2 separate regions of the Oryctolagus cuniculus genome follow, and region 2 is linked to region 1. The links are chromatin contacts, called in public Hi-C maps. All regions are on one chromosome and are shown on one strand. Each heading gives the region's core, a stretch centred on a gene start, on an enhancer-like site or on the middle of the called end of the contact. The rest is flanking DNA. Distances are from core to core; before and after follow the strand shown.

Region 1 (6,194 bases), core at 544-3,043:
TTCTCTCTCTAATCAAGCCAGATGAGATGACCTGCCGCTCATGGGATGGGGGCTCAGACTGGGATCATCGTAAGGAAATCAAACACTGCTACTGCCCCTTGCACTTCCAAGTGCAGCATATGCATTTTGACGCTGACACAGTCAACAGTGACAGAGGAGGAGAGGGAAAGAAAGAGGAGAACTGACTGTGGTGGCGTCTGCATAAGGCTCAACACCCACCAAGAGATTTTCTCATGGCCACGAGTCTTTAAGCCAAGACTGCCAGCCCTCTTACTTAGCTGGTTGGCTTTCCCAAGGCCAACTATTATCAGGAAAACCAAATTTAGCACCTAGAAAATCACAGGGTAACAGAGGGGCCCTGTGATGATCTGAAAGGCACAGCTCTTAAGCCTACTGTTAAAACAGTCCCCACTGCTAACAGCTACCATGATTAGTGCCTTCGCCTTCTAAGGCCCTACCACTGTAACTTGCCAAGAACCAATCCAAAATGCACAAACCTCCCAGCCCTTCCTGGTTCAGGGAGATGGGAATCCCAGCTGCCCTACTCCATGCTTTCTGCCATGGTAGGCCTGACTGGAGCCACTAGGGGGAGCCCCTGCATTAGGAGCAAAAGGACTTGACTGGCCCAGTGCTCACCTGGGGTTGGGAGGAGAGCTCCAAGTTCTCCTATAGCATCGTAGGCTTCACGAATGCATGCAGAGGCAAGAGTGGGAAACGGGGTGCTGCTGAGCCACTCTAGCTCTGAGGATTGGGCGCCCCAAGCTGAGTATGAGCAGTCTACACAGCAGGGTTGCTCAGACTGAGCTGTCAAGTTGGTGTAGGGGATATGCTGACCATTATTTAATTAAATGGCATATTGTGGCTCAGAACAGAATGGAAAACATCAGTGGGATCACACACAGTAAGAGTGATTATGGCTTTGGGAAGTTTTTATGTTAGTATATGTGCCTGTTTATGAGGGCAATCATGATGTCAAAGGGTTATCATACTGTGAGTCATTAACAAGGTTTAAATACACTGAGATAAAAAGTTCCCAGAAAGCCCAGACTCCCAGACCTTAGATCAGAAGCACAGCATTGACTGAGTGCCTTGCTGGGGCCTTGAAGCCTGTATTGCTGATTGATTCTCAACCATCACCTGCTGGATGACGTGGGCGGGCAATGGGACTTCCTCACCTGCTCCCACCTCTTCTCCCCTGGTCCGGGCAAGGTAATCTGTTCACTTACAGAGCTTGGCCCAACGAAAGCAAGAAAAGGCACACAGGCTGCATAAGGCAGGGCTCAAGCCACCTGCCCTGCCCGGCCCTGGACCCAGCACAGCTGGGATCCCCCAAAACAGGGAACTCACGCTCAGTTTCTGCACCAGCCCTGTCAGGGAAAATGAAGAAAAACACTCCCAGAAAAATAAAACTGGGGGTACAAACCCTGATTATGTGACTGGGCAGGGTATTCCATCTCTCTAAACAGCATTTTCCTCCTTTTGAAATTTGGAGCAGGGCACTCTCCGGGCTATTGTAGGAGTTAAGAGTCATAATGCATGCAACCCCCCCCCAACAGGTGCTCCACCCTGTGAGCCCCCCCTCACTTCTGCTAAACACCCCCAGGGGCTCAGGGCCTCTTCCGGCTTTGGTCTGTGGTCTCACTGGCCTAAGAAAGCATTTTGTGAAGTAGCCATGGGGGTGGGGGGTGGGGCGGAGTTGGCTGGGGGTTGAGACTAATGGAGATTACATTGTCTAGCCTGAGCTTTCCCTGCTAACAGAGGCGGGAGCTGTCCCCATTCCCCAGTGACTCCCCCAGCCTCGGGCTGGCAGGACAGGAAATCCCTGGAGGGGCGTGACTGTAGATCAGCCCTGGATCCCTGGGCAGAGCTGCTTGCTGGGGCACACTGGGCTCTGTGGATCAGGGGGACAGAGGCCTCCCTCGGGACTCCCTGCAGGTGCTTGATGCTGGCCAGGCTTGAAGGATGGAGGCCAGCTGGGGCCCAGCCCCGGGAGAGGGCGGAGCCACAGTGCAGGTGGGACAGGTGGAGCCTCTGGGCTCAGGTGTATCCAGGGCTGCGGGAAGTGAAGGCTCCCTAGCCAGCAGAGGCGGAGGAGCCGCGCAAACTGCTGGCCCCAGAATCCGGCTCTGGGAAGCCGGGTTTGTCTCCCAGATTCTGCCTCACAGAAAAGCAATGGAAGAGGTAAGGCCTGCTGGTCTGGATGACAGCTGTCTCTGTGTCCTTGCTCTCCTGTCCTTGCTGGGGGTGGGTCCTCCGGAGGGGAGAACCATGAGGAAAAGCTGCGTGTGTGTCATGCTTGCTAGACAGGAACGAGGGGTTGGGACCTGTCAGCACCCTTCAGCTCACACTGGCCTTGCCCAGAGAAGCTGGGAGTGAGGAGGGGTTTGCTGTCTGGTGGTCCCTCCGGAGTGAGGGGACAGCATGAGGGGAGCTGGCTGTAACGGGGAGCTGGGCTTCTCGCCTACTCCCCCAGCCACCGTGTGAGTGGCCCCGGCCCCCACGCATGCATGTGCCTGCGTGTGCTTGCCCTCCTGCACCATGGCTGGCTCTGGTGGCCATCAGTGGGCAGAGCTCGGAGCAGGGCATCAGCAGTTTTGCACTGCACGCTTGCGGCTGGAGTTTGGACCCTGCTCATCATTAACGGTGTGGTCTGGGGCCAGTGTGTTTGTCTTCCTGGGCTCCGGGTTTCTGGCTGGCAAAATAGGATTACTACCAGTTTGAGATCACAGCAGGTGCCTGGAAGACGGGAGATGGCGCATGGGGAAGTGCTGAGCACCAAGCCAGGTGGCGTTCCCTTCCCAGCAGGGCTGGTGCATTGGCACACCTGGATCTCTCTCCGCCCCACTGCCCACATTTCCTTGTTCCTCCTCCTGTTCTCTTCCCTCTGGTCCCCTGTTCAGGACATCTGTTCCCTGTGTGTGTGTGCGTGCATGGTTTGCTCCTATACCACTTTTACTCATTTAGGGTCAAATCATTTTCTCCTGTGAGGTGTGTGTGTGGCGTCCCACTCAGATGTTTAGTTTTAAATCAGGACAGAGGAGCTGTCCCAGCTGTTGCCTGTCCCAGGGCAGGAGGCACCTGTTTCTGTGGCCCATCCCTCCAGACCCAGGAGCTGAGTTTGGAAAGACTCTGGCAAGGGCACCCTGGTCCTGCCTCCATCTCTCTCTCCTCTGCATCCTGCCCACCCCCACCCTCCACACACATTTCATTGTTTAGCAACTTCTGAGGAGTTCCTCTGTAGAAATGTGCCAGGCTGAGCAGGTTTGGTGTGCTGGAAATAAAGGAAACACACCTGTCTTTTGCTGTCTCTGATTGGCCAGGATCTGCAGTGGCATCTGTCCATTCATCTAAGTGGGGAAACTGATGACCCAAAGTTACCACTTTCTCAGTAGCACACAGCTGGTACAATAGCAGCACTGGGTGTGAGCCTGCTGTTGTCGATAACAGCTACTGAGTGCCAATGATAAGCCAGGCATCACTAGAAAGAACGCAGCAGAACAGGCAGGTTGCTAGACAATACAGAGGAAATTCACATATTGGTTAGCTCATAATATCTGCCTGGAGTAACCTCACGTGAGCTTTTACTGACCAGAGAGAGGCAGCTAAATGTGGATAGCTTCTCATCTTAAAAGGAGGATTTTGTATAATTAAGAAAAATCATAGCACTCATTTATTCAACAAATGCAAGCATGTATTATTGAGCACTTGCTTTGTGGTGTCAGATCCTGTTTTAGATGTTGTAGATGCAGCAGTAAATTGGTCAAAATCTCCTGCTTTTGTATAATGTGTATGTTAGTTGGGGAAGACAAATGAGCGTATGTGTGAAATGGCCCTAAGTGCAATGGTGATACACAAAACAGAAAAGGGTTTAAGGATGGAGAAGCAGCCGGAGAGGCTGCGTTCTTAAATGGGATTGTTTCCAGAAAGGTGACATGGTAAGGTGCATTTGGATAGAACCTTGAAGGTTGTAAGGGAAGTGGCAACATGGCTGTTTCAGGGAAGAGTGTGCTACAGAGAGAAAATAGCAGATGCAAAGGCCCTGAGGCAGAAGCTTATCTGATGTGATCAAGGAATAGCAAAAATGGCCAGAAGGACTGGCACCATGGAAGCAAGGGCCAGGGACTGTGGGTTCAGATCATACAGCACCCTGGAACCTACCACAGAAACTTCAGATCTTCTGAGTGTTGTGAGCAGCTCACCGATTCAGCTCACATTCTCCAAGGATTGTCTTCTGTTGTTTTGGAAATAGATGACAGGGAGAGCAAGGGAGGAAGCTGGCTGGCTGGGAAGGGATCCAAGCAAAGAAGGGTTTGAAGTTCAGACCAGTCTAAACAGTGGAGGTGGCTGGAGGCCACCAGACTGTATATGTAGATGGTTCTCAACCTACGGTTGTTTGACTTAATGATTTTTTTTTTATAATCGTACAAAAGCAATATGCATTCAGCAGAAACTTTATTTCAAATTTTGAATTTGAATGTTTTTCCTGGGCTGGGGACATGCACTATGATACTCCATCATGGGGAAGAGAGTCAGCAATGAGCCACATGTCCCAGTCAGCCACTCAATCACAAGGGCAAACACCCAGTACTCTACAGCACCCAATGCTGGGAAGCTACAATATCAGGTAGTGAGGTGTGCTAAACAGGCTTTTGACTTAACACTATTTTCAGCTTAGGGTGGGTTTACTTGACATTAACCACCTTATAAGCCAAAGAGCATCTATATATTGCAGGAATTACTGATGGGTTGGACAAAAAGCAGTAAAAGAAATGGAGGGATTGTCAATGACCCCAAGGAGTGAAACCATCTGGGAGAATGAAGTTGATGTCTACTGAGAACTTAGCACAAAGAGGGGTGGGGATCAGGTGTTCCTTTTAGGCACAGTGTGTTTGAGCAGCTGAGTAGGTAGTTGGATGTGTGAGTTTAGAGTTCCAAGGAGATCTAATCAATAAAATGTGAGGATACTTCAAAAAGTTTGTGGGAAATGGACTTAGAAGCTTATTTTGGGCATGGGTGTTTGGTACAGTGGGTAAGAGAGCACTTGGGATGCCCATAACCCCTATCAGGGTGCCTGACTGAGTCCTGGCTCTGCCTCTTCCCATCCAATTTCCTGCTAATGCACTCCTTGGGAAACTGCAAATGATGGCTTAGATACTCGGGTGCTTGCTACTCCCACAGGAGACCCCCACTGAGTTTTTGGCTCACAGAGACCACAAAGCCTGGTACCTACATGCACAGCCTCAGGGACAGCCTGACAAGTTTCAACTTCTGGTTGTACCATATACAAATACCAGCTGTTCAACTTGGAGCAACTTAATTTCTCTGTGCCCCAGTTACCTCATTTGTAAAGGAGAAGTACTACTGTCTACCTCTTGACATTCAGCTATGAAGTTTTCTTGCACATAGAGCTTAAAATAGCTCACTGAACTCATGGGGCAGTTGAATACAAACTAAAACAACTGCAACTTATAACAAATAGCTGAACTGTTGCCGGTTGGATTCTGTCTTCCCCTTTCCCAAAGTTCTGTGTTGAAATTCTGACTCCTAGGACCTCTTAATGTAACTTATTTGGAGATAGGGTCTTTTTTTTTTTTTAGATTTATTTTATTTATTTGAAAGACAGAGTTACAGAGAGAGGTATAGACAGAGAGGTTCACTCCCCAGATGGCTGCAATGGCTGGAGCTGCAACTGATCTGAAGCTAGGAGCCAGAAGCTTCTTCTGGGTCTTTGATGTGGGCGCAGGGGCCCAAGGACTTGGGCCATCTTCTACTGCTATCCCAGGCCATAGCAGAGAGCTGGAAGAGGAGCACCCGGGACTAGAACCGGTGCCCATATGAGATGCTGGCGCCTCAGGCCAGGCCTTTAACCCACTGTGCCACAGCACTGGCAGATAGGGTCTTTTTAAAAAATTATTTATTTGAAAGAGGAGAGAGAATGAGAGGGGGAGAGAGAATGAGAGGGGGAGAGAGAATGAGAGGGGGAGAGAGAATGAGAGGGGGAGAGGGAGGGAGAGGAGAGGGGGGGAGAGGGAGAGGGATGGAGAGGAGGAGAGGGGGAGAGGGAGAGGGATGGAGAGGAGGAGAGGGAGGGAGAGAAGGGGAGAGGGAGAACACTTCAATCATGGGAAGGGGCCTGCAGCAGGCCCTGCCCTCACAGTCCTCAGAAGGAACCGACACTGCTGATGCCCTCACCG
Region 2 (6,216 bases), core at 3,045-5,544, 270 kb after region 1:
TTATTTTATTTGTCAGAGAGATCTTCCATCCACTGGGTCACTCCCTAAATGTCCAAAACAACCAGGGCTGAGCCCGGTGGAAAGCAGGAGTTTCTTCTGGGTCTCCCACATAGGTGGCAGGGCCCAAGGACTTGGGTCATCCTCCACTGCTTTCCTGGGCACATCAGCAGGGAGCTGGATGGGAAATGGAATAGCTGGTACGTGAACCTGTGCTCTGATATGGGATGCAGTATCACAGGTAAGGGCTTAACCCACTGTGCTATAATGCTGGCACCAATGGGTAGATTTTTTGATAATATACCTCAATAAAGCTGCTTTTAAAATGCATGTGTTTTTGTTTCACCTGTCCTTTGAAGAATTAAATTTTTATAATTCTTATTAAATAAACAATTGTACTGTCTCTCTTCATGGATAGGAAACCAGTGTCATTTTAGGGAGAATCTAACATAGCGTTAGAAAAACTTACCCACTTGGTTGCTTGTTGGAAAAGAGTTCTCCAGGAAAAACATTTCTCCTAATTCTACGTTCCTGCTGTTTATATTTTAGGAATCCAGGGTCTGGACTCTGCTCAAAAGTACATACAAAAAGACTGACACTGTCCTTTGACAAAGAGCTGATTGACCAGAGGGGTATTCTACCCTACATGCAGATTACACTGGAAGAATTTAAAAAGACAAACAGAAAACCTGTAACACAACTTGAAAGGATCTGGTGTTAGGTTATATAACTTTGAGAGTTTACGTGAACAAATAGTAAAGGCATGTTTGCTTAACTATATAGTGTCATAAACTAATGATCCCCAGCAATAATACTAAATATCAAGTTACATAATAGGCATTAATCCAATCCCTGGGTCTTCTCAGATTTCTAAACCTATCCTCCTAATTATCCATTCTAACTGACCTTTCAAGAACAATCCAAGACTTCGTAGCCTTTACAGGACATCAAAGACTTTTGCAAACTTTTCAAGTCTCTAAGCAAGTATCTTATTTGTGAGGCCTTGTCTGAACACCTTATTGAAAACAGTAAGTCTCATAAAACTCCTAACCCTCCTGTCTCGGGTTCATTTTTCCCAACAGTACTAAATTCATATTATGTGCACAAAGGCACTTTTTAAAAAAGCTCTTGAGAATGTAATTAAGTTTATTTTGGTGCAAAAGTTTTTTGAAATGATACATTTAAGGGGTCTTCAAAACATTCATGAAAATGTAACATGAAAAAGCTATGCAAGGATTTCAAAATTGTTTTGCAGCTAAACAAACATCTTTTAATTCCATATTCCATGGACTTTTTGAACCCTTGTGTAGATTCTGAGTATTGTCTTCCCCTATTAAAAATGTAAGCCTCATAAAAGATTTGATTTTGTTCCTACCTGAGTCACCATGGCCTACCACAGTGCCTACCACACTGCAGGTTCTCAGTGTTTTCTCAACAAATGAATGGGTATCAGATATGTGGAAGAAAATTCCCACTGATCTTGCCACAAGAACGAACAATGAGTCTCTTCTACATTTACTTGAGGTTAAAACATGAAGTCTACAATGAAACAGAGACAGCAGAGTAGAATTTCCAGCCTACCCAGATGTCTTCAGCAAAAAGAAAACAAAACAAAAAACAACATTGTCCTTACACTTCTGGATTTGCAACAAAGTACTTTTAATAAACTGGCTCCAATTGGTACCTTTCTCTGAAGGGAGGAGAGAACTTCCACTCTGACTACGACCTTGTCTAAATATGATCAGAGTTGGTGAACTCAAAAGGCTTCCATAGCCTTGGCAACTCATGACAAGAGCCTAGGGTGATTACTGAGGCCATAAACAAGAGTGTCAATTTGTTAAGTCAACAACAGGAGTCACTGTGCACTTACTCCTCATGTAGGATCTCTGTCCTTAATGTGCTGCACATTGTGATTTAATGCTATAGCTAGTACTTAAACAGTATTTTTCACTTTGTGTTTCTATGTGGGTGCAAACTGTTGAAATCTTTACTTAATATATGCTAAACTGATCTGTATATAAAGAGAATTGAAAATGAATCTTGATGTGAATGGAAGGGGAGAGGGAGTGGGAAAGGGGAGGGTTGTGGGTGGGAGGGAAGTTATGGAGGGGGGGAAGCCACTGTAATCCATAAGCTGTACTTTGGAAATTTATATTAATTAAATAAAAGTTAAAAATAAATAAATACATAAATAAATAAACTGGCTCCAATTATGGAGAGAGGACATGATTACTAAATCTCATATAACTCTTATGAACAAAATGGAAAAGGAAGAGGGCTCAGCTGCTTAATCCACCACTTGGGACCTGTAAATCCCATACTGGAGTGCCTGGGATTGGAGTCCCAGTTCCTCCACTTCTGACTCAGCCTCCTGCTAATGAGCTGGGAAGGCAGCAGGTTATGGCTCAAGTACTTGGGTCCCTTCCACCCAGGTGGGAAACCTGGATGAAGATTCTAGCTCCTGAATTTGGGAAATGAACCAGTGGATGGAAGAAGGTGTGTGTGTGTGTGTGTGTGTGTGTGTGTCCATCCCCCCACCCCCAGCAAAGTTCAATGCCTAACTAGTTCTTCTTACTAATTACTTAACTAATAAGAAGTATAAACTTTCAAAAGCAGGCTATTTTTCTACACCCTAAGTGTAATTGCATCTCCAAGAAAACAGACCTCAGCAAAAATTTCTTAGCAGTTCCGACCTCAGCCCTTCTCCAACACCAATACCTTTATCTCTCTCCATCATCCCAGAGGCTTCCTGGAGCCCCTGCACTCAAACCAATCAACCTCGAGCCCTCCTAGGTCTAATTATCGGAGCCCACCCAGCGGCATTCCAGCGTTTCCCAGGCCCACCCTCGCCGGCCCACTGGGCGTCCGCTTAACAGGAGGCCCTGCCAACCCAGAGTGCTACAACATCACAGAATCTGGGGGTAGCAGGGACCTCTGAGCAAGGCTAGAACCGGAGGACATCTTAGACTTCATCCCGCGCTGCCAATTTCAGTGTGACCTTGGGCATGCTACTCAACCCTTAGGGGTTCCAGTTTGCTTCCCCTGCAAGGTGAGGGTCACAGCTGGACCAAGTACGGATTTAAAGAAATCACACGTAACGCCCCTGATAGGGCGCCGGGCACCAAACGGCAACTCAATCATCATCTACGGGTAGCCTGCAGTACTGCCCAGCTCTCCCCACACGGTGTCCGAGCTGGAGGGCACCTGACGGGTATGCTACAACCTCCCAGCTGTGCAGAAGGGGACGCCAGCAGGGAAGCACCTGGCCCCGACCACCGCCCAGATGACAGGCGTTGGACCTGGAGCCCAGGACCCCTGTCCCCCAGCCCACTCTCTAGCGCTCGCCCCCAGCCCCGCCTGCCAGGCCGGGGCGCCGCTGCTGGGCGAGGCGCTGCCCGCCGCCCGCGCGGGGTCCACGTTCTCAGCTGCCCGGAGCCGCGCCACCTGCCGCGGGGCCCTGCGCCGGTTCGCTGCTCGGCCCGGCCCAGCCACCCGCCAGCCCCGCAGCCCCGAGCGGCTGCGGCCTCGGCGCGTACTCAACTCTTCACTTTGCCGAAGGTGCCGACGCCCAGCGTGTCCCCCAGAACGTAGTGACCGATCTTCACCCGCCCGTCATGCTTCTGCTTCTCAGCCATCTTCGGCTCGCGCGGCCTCGCTCCGCCGCGGCCCCTCAGCGCGGACGCCGCCGCCGCCGCCGCCGCCTACCCACAGTGCAGCGGGACCCGCGGGGGGCGGGCCGCAGGCGACGAGGGGCGCGGGCGCCGGCGGCCGGGGTCCCGGGAGAGGGCGCGACCGAGTCCGGAGCGGGGAGCCGCGGCCCGGCGTGACCGACGCCTGTGGCGGAGCCGGAGGCGGCGGCGGCCGCGCTGAGGGCGCGGGGCGCAGGCTGGGAGAGAGGGCGGGGCCCAGCCAGGTGCGCGGATGGCAGCGAGGGTCGGCGGGCGGCAGGTGCTGAGAGGGCGGGCGGCGGCGGCGACCCGAGGGCGAGGGTGGCTGGGGGCGCTCTCTGAGGGAGAGCCGAGAGAATGGGACTGTGGGGGTGAGACCTGGATCCGATCTGAGGGAATGGAAAGAGGTGGAAGTCGAATTTGAAGAGAAACAGGCCCAAAGCCCCAAACCGCGATGTGGGCTGGGAGGCGGAGGCCAGGGGCCGGTGCAAAGGGCAGTCGGGGGAGCGCCCCGGGGAAGTTGCCGGGGTCTCGGCTGTTTCTGATCCAGCTATTGGAGCACTCACAGCGGTGCTCTCCTCACTTGTCCTCCTCTGCCTACTTCATCATTCTCACTTGCTTTGTCCTTAGATGGAAGAGAGATCTCAGCTGTAACCGATGTGCAGCTTCCAGTAAATCCCCGTCGCCGTGTTAGCTCGGGTGTTTGATCGCCTGCCTATATACATACACAGTAGGGAAATGATATGTGACAGAGCTGCCCAGGAAGGAATGGTGAGTGCACAGGAAGTAAATTACAAAGGTGTTCCAAAAAGTTCTTGGAGGGACACGGCGCCCCATAGCCGGCCACCGCTCCTGACTCCAGCTTCTTGCTGATGCAGACCCAGGGAGGCCGCAGGATAACTCAGACCCTTGGGACCCTGCCACTCACGTGGGAGACCTGGACTGAATTCCCAGCTCCCCTCCTGGCCCTGGCCCAGCTCTGGCCTTTGTGGAAATTTGGAGAGTGAATCAGCAGATGAGATCTCTCTCTCTCTCTCTCTCCCTCCCTCCCTCCCTCTCCCTCTCTCTCTCTCTCCCTCTCCCTCTCCTTTTCCCTCTCCCTCTCTCTTTCAAATTAATTTTTAACCCCATGGAAGATAAATTTAATTGAAATGTTTACTTTGAAAAACACGTGAATGAGCGGTCTTCATCAAGTTCATGAAAATGTGTATGATGAAAAACTGTGCATGGATTTCAAAGTCTTTGGCACCAAAATAAGCTTGCCTTTTAATTTCATTGTTCCACGAACATTTAAAGTACCCTTGTACATGAAGGACAAAGGAATTGTGAAAAGCAAGGACAGTATAAAGACACAATTTAAAGTATGATAAGTAGAAAAAAATGGTAAGAGGAAATGAGAATCATGATTCCTCCCCCACCACCACCACCACCCCTGCCTGGGGAGGGAATATTAAAAAGAAAGAAAAAAAGAGAGAGAGAAAGAACTAGGTGAAGTGCTGATCTCTTCCATCTCTTCATTCCTTCCCCTCTTTCCTTCCTTTGTTTAATAGTATCCTATTCTTCAATGTTGTCCTATCTTTCAAAATTATTACTATAATTATTTGTTTCTCACCACAAAAACAGCTATTATGACTAATGCATGTGTTACTGGCTTGATGTAGCCATTCCACTATTATATACATTTCAAAACAACATGTTGCATCTGATGTGTGTAAAATTTTCATTTTTCAATGATGTAAAATTTTTAAAGATTAATTTTAAGATTATTTGCTATTTGAAGATGAATTGTTAAAAATTAGTGAGATGCTTTTAGCACTGTGCTTGCTAGTGGAGTTTCAAGGTCACATTCCTCAAGCTTGAAGTCTGTTATACTGCTTACATGTAAAGAATATATTGATCAGAAAGACTAGGTTGTGAAATTTTTTTTTTTTTTTGCTTTCTGAAAAGTAGTAAATATACAAATGGCATCTATTCATTCTTGGCTAGACACCAAGACAATCTGATGAGAGATGAACACCACTTATAAATTACAGATATCGCACCTGTTACACAGAGGCTATTTTCGTTCATTCTTCGGATCATCTTTCTTGCTGACAAGAAGTATCATTTAAGAATCACACTACCTAGCTGGCAATTTTGAGAGCACAACCAGTCATTTTTAATGCTGAACTTTCATTTGGTTCAGGGTCACTCCTTCCGTCCTTCAGTGTTCATTCAGGTGAGCAAGAGAACAAAATTCCTGTTCAGCTTTTGAGCTGTTTCTGTCTTTCATTCTAACATCCATTTCAAACATGTTGAAAACTCTTTACTGAAGTTAGTTTCTTGAAACTTGGTACAAAGAGACCATACATTGAGATTCTTAAAGTACTTTACACTGCCTTAACTAACCATTAATAATTACCAGTTGAATTGTTATGTACTGCATAACTACGATTTTTACACTGCTACTATGAACAACCTTGTAACTTTATACCAAACATATATGATATTTTGTTGGCTAAGAAGTTGTTTTAAACACAATTATTTACTTCTCATAAAAGAAACTTATTAT

The links. A called contact is a pair of places that touch in the nucleus more often than the background predicts.
Region 2: a contact with region 1 is called in a Hi-C map of an unstated tissue, with 4 times the contacts expected there. The contact joins the promoter of PRKAA2 here to the promoter of FYB2 in region 1. A contact is called at or near these places in 3 of 6 Hi-C or Micro-C datasets (liver, psoas muscle and an unstated tissue).

The regions. Positions count from the first base shown.
Region 1 is chr7:116,283,563-116,289,756 of mOryCun1.1, forward strand. FYB2 (FYN binding protein 2) reads left to right here and starts at 1,794. Exons shown (of 21, transcript XM_051856422.2): 1 at 1,794-2,181. The coding sequence starts at 1,963.
Region 2 is chr7:116,546,796-116,553,011 of mOryCun1.1, forward strand. PRKAA2 (protein kinase AMP-activated catalytic subunit alpha 2) reads right to left here and starts at 4,295. Exons shown (of 8, transcript XM_051856426.2): 1 at 3,539-4,295. LOC138850646 (a long non-coding RNA gene) reads left to right here and starts at 3,764. Exons shown (of 2, transcript XR_011390694.1): 1 at 3,764-3,910; 2 at 4,296-6,216.